4 separate regions of the Mus musculus genome follow, and regions 1, 2 and 3 are each linked to region 4. The links are chromatin contacts, called in public HiChIP or PLAC-seq and promoter capture Hi-C maps. All regions are on one chromosome and are shown on one strand. Each heading gives the region's core, a stretch centred on a gene start, on an enhancer-like site or on the middle of the called end of the contact. The rest is flanking DNA. Distances are from core to core; before and after follow the strand shown.

Region 1 (3,329 bases), core at 781-3,280, 380 kb after region 4:
TGATATGGGATTACTTGCCCCTCGAAGGTCCCAGGGCTTCTCGCCTCCTGGGACTTACATTGTGTGTGGTTCTTTTCCATGATAAGGAGGGCTGACCTGGGAGACCAGAGGACGGCATGGAAATGATGGGCTGTGTGGTGCTAAGCCCACTGCCGTCATGTCAGGAGGACATTCAAGCAGCCTCGTGGACAGGCCTGTGTGGTGAGGAACAGAGGAGTCTAAGCAGCAACCCACAGTAACTTGCCTGTCCTATGAGTGAGTCACTTTGGCAGTTGATTTTCCAGCCTTAGTCCAGTCTTTCAACAAACACAGCACTGACTGAGATCATGGTTGTGTCCTCAGGAGAGATTATTCTGAGTCAGAACCAATGGTCGAAGCCGCACTTTAACCTTTACAGTGGAGATGGTCTGTGTTTATTGTTTAAGTTGCTAAGTTGTGGGGTACTTACTTTGTGGTAAATGACTGGTACACATATCCAATGGGATATATATATACATATGTATATATACTATGTTATATGTTATATATTATACTTATACATAGTATATGTATAATATATATTATAAAATGTATCTCTCTAAATAGAAATCTATTGAAAAGGGATGAAAAACTACACACACACTCATTCATACATCCACAATCCACACTTAACATTTATTCAAGCATGTGTGTTAACATTAGTCCAGTACTGCTCTCTGATCCATGAGCTTAGGGCATGGCTCTCAGGTATGAACTGTATTTCAAAATGCCTTCTTCCAGGACAATATGCAAATAGAAAGATGCAAAAATCCTGAGTTTACAGCATTTTCCAGTTTTACAAGCTAGGGCTGAGGTCTCTCTAGCACTGAGAGAGCAAGAGGCTCGGTGCCCCCTGCTAGTCCCTACCTCTATGAGTAGAGCTACTATTCAGACTGGATCTGTATCTGTTTGCTTGCCAGAATAAACTAGATTGTAAGTGGCAAAATCAGAGAGTGTTAAATTAATGGCCCAATTTTCACCAAAATCGCTGGCAGCAAGCCCGGTTCATGTAAACATGCGGATTTTTAGGACACAGACAAGCAAGGACGCACAGAGTAGTTGGATTTATGTAAGCGGCACCTTCCTGAATAGCTCACAGGCTCTAGACGGCCACAGAGGCCACTCCTCACTGTGGAGCCTAACAGGAGGAGGATTATATGTTGAATATTGCTCTTGTCCCAAGCCTGAGTTCTGACAGGCCTCTCTGAAGCTCTCAGGACCATGAGGGGCCATGTTTAAGCCTCTCTGGGGATTTGGGGACCTGGTGCGTGGGACAGCTAAGGATCCCATTCTGAGTGAGGTGCTGGAGGCAGCACACAGGTCACTGAGTTGGGCTGCCCGGGTGTTAGTCTGTGCTCTTCTGTGTAGTATGGCTTTGAGAAGCCCTTGTCTTCCAGAGCCTCAGCTTTCTTGCCTGCAGAATGGGTTGTTCTCTGGGGATGAGAAAGGTTGAAGTCCTGGGGCATATGGTAGAATCAGTGATTTCTTGGCCCTGATCCTAGAGGGGAGCTGCTCCTCCTGTTACCACTGCGCTGCTTGGAGGACTACCATAGAGTGAGTCAGTCAGGTTAGGGCTGAGGAGCCTGGAGCTGAGACCCCAGGAATCTACAGCTTGCAATTATAACACTGAGGTCACAGGGCAGGATTGGGCAAGAGCGGGGAATCAGTTGGTGCCTCTGATCCTGGTCAGGGATATTTGGAGATACGGACAATTCTGGGAAATTCAGGACCGAAAGGGGGAGGGCTCTGAGGGCAAGCAGCAAACTGTTCCCTAGCCTTTTAAGGCCTGTCTCACCCACAAAAAGGTAACAAGTATTGAACATGCGGAAGTGCATGCGTAGATGTGTGTGCCTCTGTGTGTGTGTGTGTGTGTGTGTGTGTAGACTCCCCTTTTCTGAGAAATAGAATAGAGGTCACCCATGCCTTCTTTCCTCCCCTATACCTCCCCAGTTCCAAGTCTACTCCTACCTCTGTTTATGGTTCAAAGTCCCGGTGTTGGTGATGCCAGGTTCAGCGTGCTCGGACACACATGGGCCCTGGATGGACCCTGTCCCCTCCCCTCCCATTGCCCAGGGCTCTTCACCTGGTTCTTCAGGCTTCAGCCCCCTCCTTAGCCTGGGCTCTTCGTGGTGCTGAGGGACCTTCAGTAAGTACAGCAGGAGGAGAAGGGATGGGTGACAGCCAAGAGAGAGTGGCTGTATGGGTTCACATGCGCAGTGTGTGTGAATGGGAGAGGAGAGATTTTTCTTAGACAGAATGTAGCCTTGGTTAGTCTGGAATGCACTCTGTAGACCAGGCTGGCCTCGAACCTACAGAGATCCACCAGACTCTGCTTCCTGAATACTGGGATTAAAAGCATGTGTCATCATGTCCAGCTAGAGGATAGATTTTTGGATGTCAGGCTTGGGAGCAGATAGGGTTAGGGGAGACAGAAAGTATGTCCACCTAGTCAGATGTAAAAGGGAACTGGACTTCATCCAGCTCTGAGTCTGTTAGCCTCGGCCTCAGCTCTAAAGGCTCTAAATTTGGCTGTCCTAGGTCCGGATCCAGTGCCATCATGACAAAGGATTATCAAGATTTCCAGCACCTGGACAATGATAATGACCATCATCAACTCCGGAGAGGTGAGAGGTGCTCCCTTTCAGAGAGGCGAGGGGTTCTCCCCTCTGGAGGAGAACATCAGTGGCTCTGTCCCTCCGACTCAGCTCCTGTGTCCTGTGGAGATCCCTAGCTCTGTTCCATACACTCAGAAAACAGTGGCTGCATCACTCTTGCTGGGACATAGGGTACAGGGCATAGTGTTGGCATCCTCAGTGACAGATGTCCAAGCTTCCTCCCAATGTTACCCATTTCTCAAGACCCCAGGCAGAGGGTGGCTCCAAGGTGTGGGGCCTACTGAAGGTCGGGGGCATGAGCTTATTGTCAGCCCCGTCTGAAGTTAGGTCCCTTTCTTCTTCAGTTTCAACAGTGTGTATGTGGAGGTGGAGGTGGGGATGGGAGGTGATCAGGATCAGTTTGACTTAAGGGACCCTTGGAGAGGGGGCTGAGGGTCTCAGCACGGATGAAAGATGAAGCATCTGCTCTCCCTACTTTGTCCTCTGAGCAGGGACTGTCGTGTGCCTGTACAAACAAATACAGAGCTCTTGAGGTATCCCAGGTGGGCAGTGTGCTTTTATGCAGGAAGGAGCACAGGAGGGGAAACGGGGCGGGGGGGGGGGGGCAGGAGGGAAAGCCCGCAGGCCAACCGACAGGACTGAGTGTCATTTTCTCCCTTGGTGGGAGAGGCTCACCTTTTCTCCTTGCATGCAACC
Region 2 (3,240 bases), core at 114-2,613, 410 kb before region 4:
ATAATAAGGCAATACTGCTCTCTCTGGGGCTCAGTTTCCCTCGTGGGAGCTGACATCAGAGTGGTGGTGGTGGCAGGAGGGCAGCAGAGGCAGCCACTGGGTTGGAGTGACAGCTGGGATTTGCAGAGGGCTGCACCTGCCTCTTTAGGCTTTTCAGCAAGCTTCCTTCTCTGGCTGACCACAGGGCCAGACCATAGATAACAGATCTTCCTCCTAGGGTCCTACAGCTCAGAAACTCTGCCACCCGGGACCCTTAGGCCCATCTGCCTCCCAGGAGCCTCCCTTGAGCCTAGGACAACTTGACTCTCAACAGGAAAACAGCCCTTTCCTTCTTTTTTTCTCCTGACGTATCTTCTCCAGTTTTGAATTTGCTGGAAACGATCAGCTTTGTTGCAGTTTCATTGCTGTCTGTCTCTGTTTGCTCATTTGCGTGTGATAGGTTTCAGAGACGAGAGGCAAGTGAGAGGTACGAAACCTGGCATCAGTGAAGTTACTGAGCTGTAATTTTCCAAGGCCTTACATTTTCAGTGTCGTTTCTATTCCATCATCTTTTTATCTTTTTGGATAGTTATGACAGTTGATTCCTGACGTTCTAGTCCATTCTCAATTAACTGCACAATCCCGACATGTTTTCTTTGGAATTGTACTTTCAAACCACAAAGTATTGTGGGAATGCGATGTGATCAGGACTATAAATAGCAGCAACTGCATGCTTTTGAATCAAGAAAGATGTTTTAAATTGATCTAGATGTACTGTATGCAGACTACCAGGCCTTAGGGTGGAGTCCTGGTATCTAGACTCTGAAAAAAAACAATATTGTCCACCAGGGGGAGCTGTAGACCATGTTTAAGTTATTTATTTATTTATATTTTTCTTTTGTTTTGTTTTGGGTTGGGTTAGTTTTTGTTTTGTTTTAGAGACTGTTGCTTTATGTCTTTCTTGAGCCACTTTCGAACATGATTCTCTGGACAGTGGGTTTAGAGAAGGCAGAAGAGCGTCCTGGGTAGGGCAGGGAACCTGACTGTAGGCCGGTCTGGTTCCAGGTAGACAACTCTGGGGTTATCGGGTTTGACTCTTCCCCTGTAACCGGCTTTGTTGACCACGAGGCTTACCTTTATTTACTTTTTAAAATTCATTTTTTGACAAGTTCACACATGTATATAATACATTCCGGACACACGCATTCTCTTTCTTAGCTTCCTCCTACCCCAGTCTTCCCCACAAGCCCCCCTTCCATCACTGTGTGTTTAGTTTTGTTCTGTGGCCCAGTATGTTTAACCAGGGCCACCTGCATAAGTACACACACCTCACTAGTGGGTGGCTTCATCACCCAAGCAAGATAAGGACTCCCTTCCCCGCAGCAACATTGGCTGCCCATAGGGGGAGCCCTTCCCCACCCGTGAGTGAATGCTGGCAGTTCCAGTCTTGTGTAGTCCAAGTGCAATGGCTATGGGTTCCTGAGTGCAGTGGCCATCTCACGCCCAGAACAGCACTTCCCAGCTTCCCTCCCCATCCTCTGGCTCATACCTTCTTTCCACTTTCCTCTTCTGTGATGTTCCCTCACCTTGGCAGGATGATCTGGATATCCTGTTGATAACTGAGCACTCAACAGTCACTCTCAGCATTTTGACCAGCCATGAATCTGCAGTAAGCATCATTCACTGAGAAGAGAGCCTTCTTTGACACAACTAGGAGCAACACTGGCCTATGAGTATAAACACAAATATTTAGGAGGTGGTTTGACAAGACTTAGCAAGACAGAAGTAGTGTATTCACCCTGAGGGCCTAGGGCCTCTCCAGCTACGGACTTTGAACCGGGTCCAAAGTATCAAGTATGAATGCCATCTTGTGTGGCAGACCTCAGATCCTCTCGGGACACAGGTGGTTACCCCCATGACAATCATGTCACTATTGCATTAGTGGACACATCTTGCCTAGCAGGTTGGTATGGAGGCACACAAAGGAGAGTCTCCTTTCATGGTGGCAGATGTGGCTGCGAGGCTCCAGCCTCTCATCCTCCCAGACTTAAGTTAAAATAGCCCTACTTGCCTGGAGACTTCAACGAACGTCTAAAGTTCAGCTTTCAATGCAGGACGCTCCCCTAGAAATCTCTGTAACCTTACCTCAACATCCACAAGGGAGTTGTATGCATGAGCCACCACAATAGAAACTGGTCTATCTTGGTCAAGGATTCACCCTGAAACCTAACTCTGTCACCAGGCAATGTGATGGGTTAGCCCGAGTTACATAGGGCTAACGGTGGAGCCAATGTGACCCAGGTGACAAGAACTGAGAAAGCCACATAAACCCTGCTCTGCTACCAGGATGGCTGAGTGGGAGGGCACTGCACAGCCCTCAGAGAGCAGGCTGGAAGGAGAGGATGGGCAAGACCCAAGACACACAGAGGGATTCGTGAGACCAACACAGGTCTCAGGATCAGCTTCACACCCAAAGAGACTCCTTCCTTGAAGTGTGACGAATGGGCAGTCTACAGTGATGACTTCGGCGTTGTGGCACTGGGAGGTGACACAGTCAGGGTTTGGCTTGTGGCTAAGGGGATGCTGGCAGGTCTGCTGAAAATGGAGGAGAAAACTAGACAAGCAAAAAGCCAAAGGATGGCCGGGGTGTGTGGGGATGCCGCTGTCACTAGAATAAAAAGCTCAAACACTGGTGGGGTAGAGGGTGTCCTGTTGCTCAAGGAGTGGTGGCAGACTTCAGGGGGCCTGGTGGGAGAGAGAAATGAGAAGCCCCTCAAAGAGCAAAGAGGATGCTGAGCTCAGACTCCAGCTCTGGGCTTTACAGAGTCTAGGATGAGAGTGTTCGGCAAAAATAGTTAGCACAGAAGTTAGCCCAGGTGGAGTGGTGCAAGCCTTTAATCCCAGCAGAGGGAGGCAGAAGCAAGTGGATCTCTGTGAGCTCAAGGCTATCCCAGTAAACTAGAGCTACAAGTGAAACCTTGTTGGGGGTATAAGGGTGTTGGGGGGAGAGAAAAAGAGAGAGAGGAAGAAACTTCAGATTGAACAAGCAGAGTGTCCAGATGAAATTGTCTCTCCGCTCCCACTCAGATTACAACAAAAGAATTTTTAAAGTCATAAACCAAGAGCCAGAGAGATGACTCAGTGGTTAAGAGCACTGGCTGCTGCTCTCCCAGAGACTCTGGGTTTGACTCAGCACCCACATGGCATCTCCCAACAGTCTGTGACTCCAGTCCCAGGGAACCCAATACCCTCCTCTGGTCT
Region 3 (3,020 bases), core at 397-2,896, 490 kb after region 4:
ACAGCCCTACTAGCCCTTCATTTAAAAGGGATGTGTGCACAGATTCAGGACAGCCTCTTCAGGGAAGTGGCAGGGCTGGAAGCATGGATTAGAAACATGTTCTGAAGACGGAACATGCTCAGAGAGCCAGGCCGGGATGGCTGGCAGCATTGGAGTTGGCTTCTGTCTGTCTTCCTCATGAGCCTCTTGGCTTAGGATACATCACAAAATGCTCTAATCCCTGATGCATTACCCAAACACCACTCACCTACGTTACTTGTAGGAACTGAATTGTTAACTTAGGGAAGGGCTTCATGTTAGCGACTGGCTTTCATTGTAGCAATCTTTTGGAATGATTATCTTTCAGAGAGCTGAGGTGTTGAGGGCTATGGCAACTTAACTACTGAAGTGATAGTGACAGGTATGAACCTCTCTGGTACTCAGGCTACCTTGAGGGGAGGACGAGCAGAAGCCACATAGTGACCAGAGCTGTTTATTAACTCCAGTTAACGGAGGCAAGCAAGACTCAAAGAGCTTGTGCCACATTTCTTGTCATCTTAAGCCCTAGTGAACCCTTGTAGCCATTTCACCCTATCAGCGGGAGAACATGTCCACAGGTGGCTCAGAAGACAGCATGTGATTGGTGCAAATCCAGCCTGCTGTTGGCAATAAGGAACATGTGATTGGCAAAACTACCTTTGCTATGCCTGCTTTCTGGTTCATTCTTCTGGTTATCGAGAAGAAACCCTAGTGGGAATCCCCTGATGTTGCAAACGTAGGCCCAGTTAAAGTTTTCACCCAATGCCCTTCTCCTTGATTGCTCTTGATATTCACTGACAGTCAGGCAGGCTGCACTGGTGATGTGAGGGGTAGACAGTGCCACAGCAGGGGCAAGAGAGGACAGCTAAGAGATTCCAAAGAGTGGCCAGGTAAGGGAGGCAGGAGGCAGAGATGGTGTAGGTCACAAAAGGAAACCTCATTGCAGGAAAGGCTGCGAAATACCAAGGTAGGGGCCTGCGTGCAAGCCATGGTCGTGGCAAGAGTTACACGGAGCTGCTAAGCCCCACGGGCCAAGGGTCTCCACACCTGAGCCTTGAGATCGGTGACAGTAGCCGGCACTCACCCCTGCAGGTGCTTCTAGGAGCTCAGGATTACAGAAGCAGGTGGGTGCCAGGCATTAGCAATCAAATCCCAGAGCAACAATCCCCTCCAATCTGAGCACCCCAAGGCCTAAGTCAGCCCCCTAGAACTCAGAAACAACAACCTGCAGTTCAGGACTTGAGCTGGGGCCCAGGCTCTTGACTTGCCAACTCATGATGCCCATCTGAAACAGAGTGAAGGAGGCCTCGATAGCTAATTGGTTGGTCGTAGTCAGATGATGAGGACTCGTGCTAGGAATGTGCTTGAGAGTTAATGATGAGATATGGATGATTCTTGGAAATATATAGGCAGGAAGTAAATGAAGATGCGGGGCATAAGATAAAACTGCAAGCTGTTCTTTTTGGTCAATCCCTCACCCCAACACTCTTAAAATGAGGAAGTCACAAGAGCTCCCAGAAAGAGGAATGGAAGAAGGCACACCCTTGAGGACAAGTGCAGAGTTAGTCCCAAACCCAACTCCACCCCATAGCCTTGTCACGTGCACCAATCACCATCTGCTCAGTATTATTTATGGTTAAGACTTGAAATCGGATGTCCCAAAATACAGACCACTGGGCACAAAACCCAGCAAGACTCTGTCTTGTGTGCTTGTGGCTTCTGCTTGTCCCTCCCACACCAACCCTCCGGGATATAGTTCTCAACTCTGACTGAGTTCCTGCCTCTGGTCACTGCTGCACAGGGAAGCCAAGACTTCACACTGGTAACTGGGCCAGGGTTGCCAGGGAGACCAGTGGGGCAGGGAACGTGCAAGACGCTTCACAGAGAGGGAGGACGTTGGGCTTGGATGACCTAAGTGGAAAGAGATACAAGAGGAGAGTGTGGGATTTAATTTCCCTTGATTGGATTATGGGTGCCTCGATTCCAAGGGAGACAAAGACCCAGATGCAGCCCCAGTTGGGGATCCACTGCAGCCAACCTTCCTCTCAGTCTAGCCCTACTCTAATCTCAGTGTTAGCCCCAAATCCAGTTTGGGCGTTTGAATCAGCCCTGATTGAAAATCAAATTGAACCCTATTCTGCTTCCAGATTCACTGCAAGCTCGGGTCCAGGTCCTCCCCTGGCTCCTGAGTGTAGGTGTAAATCCCAGGAAGGGCGCAGCCTCAAGACCTGACCCATAGCAGACCTAACAATAGCAATAAGTTCAGCTTTTGATATTACCTCCAAATTATAAACTCAACTGAACTGTACTACGTCCAATCCTGGCCCCATTTCTAATTCAATTGTAAGCTAGCTCCCTTCAAAAAAAGTTTTTAATTTGCTTTTTTCATTTCCTCTGTCTTCCTTCCTTCTTTTTCCCTTTCCTCCTTCCTTCCTTTCTCTCCCCCCCACCCCCCCCCCAAAAAAAAGCTGAGGACTGAACCCAGGTCCTTGTCCTTGTAGGCAGTGCTCTACCACCAAGCTAAATATATACCTCTTTCATTTTTCAATTTTAATCATTTATTTATTTAATGTGTGTGAGAGTTTTGCCTGTGTGTACATGTGTGCTCCTGTGTGCCTGTTGTCCACAGAGGTAAGAAGCGGTTATTGGATCTCCTGGAAATAGAGTGAGCTATAATGAATGGTTATGAGCTGCCAGGTCGATCCTGGAAACTGAACCCAGGTTCTCTGAAAGAACAACAAATGCTCTTCACCACTGAGCCGTCTGCCCAGCCCTCTCCAGGCTGCCTCATTCTTGCTCTAACATGGCATATCCGACTTCAGTTCCAGGCTTTACCTCATTAAAGCTTCTAGCACTCTCCTTGGTCCCAGATCCGTATCTGTCTGGATCCTGGTGTCTTGGTTTCCGTCCAGACAGCCCCAGAGGCCTCGTGTTTGTTCAAGTGTAACAATGATATACGAAAACCTCCAGAACTCAAGGATCGAGGAGAAAACCCAAGAGCC
Region 4 (3,309 bases), core at 64-2,563:
TCAAGCGGCTGTAAAGGACTTCATTCACACACACATTCACACTCTCTCTCTCTCTCTCATACACAAAACGCCGAGATGCGGTCTTTGCAGCCAGGCCCACATGTTCTAGGTCTGGTGGATCAAAGCGCGTGCACCTCCTGGATGAACACCAAGGCCACCGGAAGTCCCGCCTTCCACCTCCGAGTTCCGTGGGTGGGCCATCCCCTTCCCCCCACGTCATGCCGCCCGCGCCCTCCCCCACTCCCTCTGGCCGGCCCCCCTCCACAGTACCCGGATGTGGGAGGCCGCGGGCGGTGGCGGCCTCGCGCACAATGAGCCCCAGCCGCGCTCGCAAAGGGGGAGATTGCACAACAGACAAGCGAAACAGGCTGGGGGAGGGGAATCTCTCAAGCGGCCATGTGCTCATTCGCTCCGCCACTCGGCGGCGTCTCCCCCGCCATGGAACAATCCGCAACCCGCCCGCCCCCGTCGAGAAATGGCGTCGCCCTCCCATACCTCAGGCCGCTCACCCCCGAAGGAAAGTGGACCTGCCCATCCGCAGTTTGCCAATTGCCCGGCTTGTGCGGCAAAATGGACCCGCCCGCCAGGCGCCGGGTGGGTTCCCCGTGCCTCACGCGGCCGCTCCTCCGGGTTAGGCTCTTTCCTGGCCGTCAAGAAGGCCAGCGCCCTGATCGGCCGGTTTCTTCTTCCCCGACCCACATTCCAAGCGCGACGGAGGGACTCGCTGAAGACCGGGGCACCCCTGCTTGTCGCGAGTGGTACCGCCAGAACTCTCCGGAACCCTCGCTCGCACGCCCTGCCCGACACAGGGAGGCAGCCAGACCAGCCGGCTCCGGGCCGCGCAGCCGCCTCTTTCCCACGTTATGTCGCGACCTCATCTTGCCTTTCAGTATCCGAGCTTCGCGTACGGCGTTCCCACAGGCCGAGGCCTCGTGACGAAGCTCGCGCCCTCCGCCCTAGCCAGGTCGTCCTTCCCCGTAACCACACTGGGGTCAGCGGCGGCCATGGGAATCTCCCCCACCCCCCCAACCCCGGACGGTTCCTCCCGGCTCGGTTCTCCCGCAACCTGGTAGGTTCGGTGCGATGGGCCTCTCAACTTCCCCACGGCGGGCCCTTTGGAGGGAACTACGGGGTAAGTAGCCATAACCTTTTGCAAAAGCCTTTCTTACCGAGAATCCTGACTCGCAGACATGATCCTTAGAATCTAGGGCGGAGTGCCCGCCTATCGACAACTTATAGAGCGTCCGACCCCGCCCCAGCCATCGCATTGGCTTGGCCACCTCTGCCCCGCCTGCCGGCGCTCTGCAACTCGACGTGACGTTACTTTGTAGGCGCTTTAGTTCGGACGCCCTATTGGGTAGTTTGAAAGCCCATCATGGCCTAGCCCCGCCCTATGGCCTCATTGGCTGAAGGGTCCGCCTTTCTCGCTGGTGCGGAAGTGACATACTTAAGTCGGGCCTCGCGGCGGGGCAGCCATCTTGGAACCCAGCACCTTTACACGTGCGGAGGCGATCGTGCCTTAGTCATGTGGCTCAGCAGGTCCTATCAAGCGACGGGGGTGAGGCCTTAGCCTCCAGGAACTTCCGGGCAGTCTGGACTGCCACTTTCCTTTACCTGGGTTTTCTTTACAGGACAAGTTTTATTTATTCTTCCGTTCAGGAAAATATTGTAGCGATATCTCATTGGATAGTAAGTTTCCCCGACTGGAGACAAAAAGGATGGAACCCACTTTTGGGTTAAAGGGCATAGGGGGATAAGCTGTCAAGGATTGTCCCACTCAATCACTGGTTCATTTAGTATGTTTCCAGTTTCTCCTGGGCTTCCTTACATGAATAAGCGAGTCTTAATTCATATTTACTGCCATCTGCTCCCCGGGGATGGCATCTATCGAAAGCTGGACTCTCAAGCCCTGAAATGGGGATCGCTAACAGTGTTAGCTGGAAGAAGACCTGAGATAAAGCACAGCCACTATTTTGAGGCCCCTTAAGGAAGACCACCACTTGCATATCTTCAAAGGATCCTTTATTGACCAGAGCAGGACCGTGGCATTTTTATATATATTTATATATATAAAAAAAAGTTTGAAGATCGGGCAGGCAGTAATCCCTTTGCGCGTCCACCACCCCCACACTGTTTTCCTGCCCTCTGAACATGGAAGGAGGAATGGCTGCTCCACCTAGGCCACAAGGCAACATTCTCCTATAGAGGGAGAAAGAGGCTTGCTTTTATGTGGCCATTCCCTTCCCATCAGAAATCAATATACTCGCAGCAAAAAAAAACAAAATACAGAAACCAAACATTTAAATATGAAAATCCAAAGGGAATTGGGTAGAGAAACAAAAAGGAACTAGAGTTTCTTGGGAAGGGTCTCCCTTTCCCCTGCCCACTGATGGGCTAAGGGTCTGGGGTATGAGGCTCACACAGTGAGTTTGCAGTGACACAGTTCCTTGTAGATCTGACGACGGAGTTTGGGCATGTCCTGCTGGGTGAAGCTGAATGGCTGAGACAGGGCCAGGTGCTTGCAGTACTGGGTGTTAACAAAGTAGACCATGAGAACAGTTTACTGAGCACCCTCCCAAGTCAGGACCTGTGCTACACATTTCACACAAAATACATCTTAATTTCTCAGAAAATATCTGTTTCTCATACACACTGCCATTATAGACTAAGCCTGGGGCTTCAACAAGCCTACATAATATATCTGGTGTTTAAACTGGAAAATATATTTAGTTGGATGTTGGGAAGCCTCTATATCAGGACCAAAGCCAGAGATACAGTCCCAACTGAGGATGGAGAAAACCAATGAAACCAGGGTTTCTGTGCTAACACATAAAAGTACACCCTGCTGTGCAATCTGACTGAACCAAATGAGGCAAGAGCTACCAACAACCCCTAAGCTACTGACTGAGAGCTAAGAAGACCTTATCATTTGCTTACCTGTAATACAAAGGCACCACAGTCACTGTCATTATTCTGCCTGGCCACATTCTAGGGAATAGAAAGCAAGAATCTGTTCACTTGGAGACTCCTAGAGGTTACGAATTCAATTGCTGCCTCCTATCAAACTATTCCATTTTTCTCTGGAAACTCACCATTTTGAAGTAACCTTTCCAGCCCTGATGGAAGTCCAGTCGGTCTTTTTTGACTGCCTCTGCCTGTAGATACTTGGCAATATGCTATGTGGGCAAGAAAAAAGAAAGTGACACCTTAATCACCTGCCAGTGTAACACAGAGTGTGCTGGTGGGAAACATCACACCCACTCACTCCTCGGACTCCAAGCCCACGCTTCTTCCTGAAATGGCTTGCTG

The links. HiChIP or PLAC-seq counts read pairs in DNA pulled down with a chosen protein or histone mark. Capture Hi-C pulls out chosen DNA fragments and counts their contacts.
Region 1: a promoter capture Hi-C map of liver shows a contact between it and region 4. The contact joins the promoter of Asgr1 here to the promoter of Eif4a1 in region 4. A contact is called at or near these places in 1 of 484 Hi-C or Micro-C datasets (memory CD8 T cells), 1 of 115 datasets of contacts at active chromatin or transcription factors (embryonic forebrain) and 3 of 9 other capture datasets (adipose tissue, liver and pancreatic islet).
Region 2: a CTCF HiChIP or PLAC-seq map of the NIH/3T3 cell line shows a contact between it and region 4, with 6 read pairs. The contact joins the enhancer-like site here to the promoter of Eif4a1 in region 4. A contact is called at or near these places in 7 of 39 promoter capture datasets (cranial neural crest, frontonasal cranial neural crest, hematopoietic stem and progenitor cells and 4 more), 2 of 15 datasets of contacts at CTCF or cohesin (the NIH/3T3 cell line and embryonic stem cells), 6 of 484 Hi-C or Micro-C datasets (the G1E-ER4 cell line, the N1E-115 cell line, cortical neurons and 2 more), 3 of 115 datasets of contacts at active chromatin or transcription factors (the 230-238 cell line, astrocytes and embryonic stem cells) and 4 of 9 other capture datasets (adipose tissue, embryonic stem cells, liver and 1 more).
Region 3: an H3K4me3 HiChIP or PLAC-seq map of bone marrow-derived macrophages shows a contact between it and region 4, with 3 times the contacts expected there. The contact joins the promoter of Clec10a here to the promoter of Eif4a1 in region 4. A contact is called at or near these places in 2 of 115 datasets of contacts at active chromatin or transcription factors (bone marrow-derived macrophages and pro-B cells).

Annotation. Positions count from the first base shown.
Region 1 is chr11:70,052,325-70,055,653 of GRCm38.p6, forward strand. It overlaps Asgr1 (asialoglycoprotein receptor 1), which reads left to right and starts at 2,031. Exons shown (of 9, transcript NM_009714.3): 1 at 2,031-2,164; 2 at 2,557-2,642. The coding sequence starts at 2,576.
Region 2 is chr11:69,257,153-69,260,392 of GRCm38.p6, forward strand. It overlaps Gm40039 (a long non-coding RNA gene), which reads right to left. Exons shown (of 4, transcript XR_879967.2): 3 at 1,566-1,706. Among named protein-coding and RNA genes, the nearest start is that of Gm40039, 3.3 kb to the right of the region's middle. Within about 2 kb of position 1,364, at least 58 of the 459 cell types and tissues checked have an H3K27ac peak or open chromatin away from gene starts, as enhancers often do. A contact at or near this core is called in the G1E-ER4 cell line, the NIH/3T3 cell line, adipose tissue and 2 more, where this site is marked.
Region 3 is chr11:70,164,977-70,167,996 of GRCm38.p6, forward strand. Clec10a (C-type lectin domain family 10, member A) reads left to right here and starts at 1,647. Exons shown (of 10, transcript NM_010796.3): 1 at 1,647-1,840; 2 at 2,841-3,020. The coding sequence starts at 2,968.
Region 4 is chr11:69,671,110-69,674,418 of GRCm38.p6, forward strand. It overlaps Eif4a1 (eukaryotic translation initiation factor 4A1), which reads right to left and starts at 1,314. Exons shown (of 11, transcript NM_144958.4): 1 at 1,170-1,314. The coding sequence starts at 1,192. Senp3 (SUMO/sentrin specific peptidase 3) reads right to left here. Exons shown (of 11, transcript NM_030702.4): 9 at 3,093-3,176; 10 at 2,938-2,988; 11 at 2,001-2,527. The coding sequence ends at 2,417.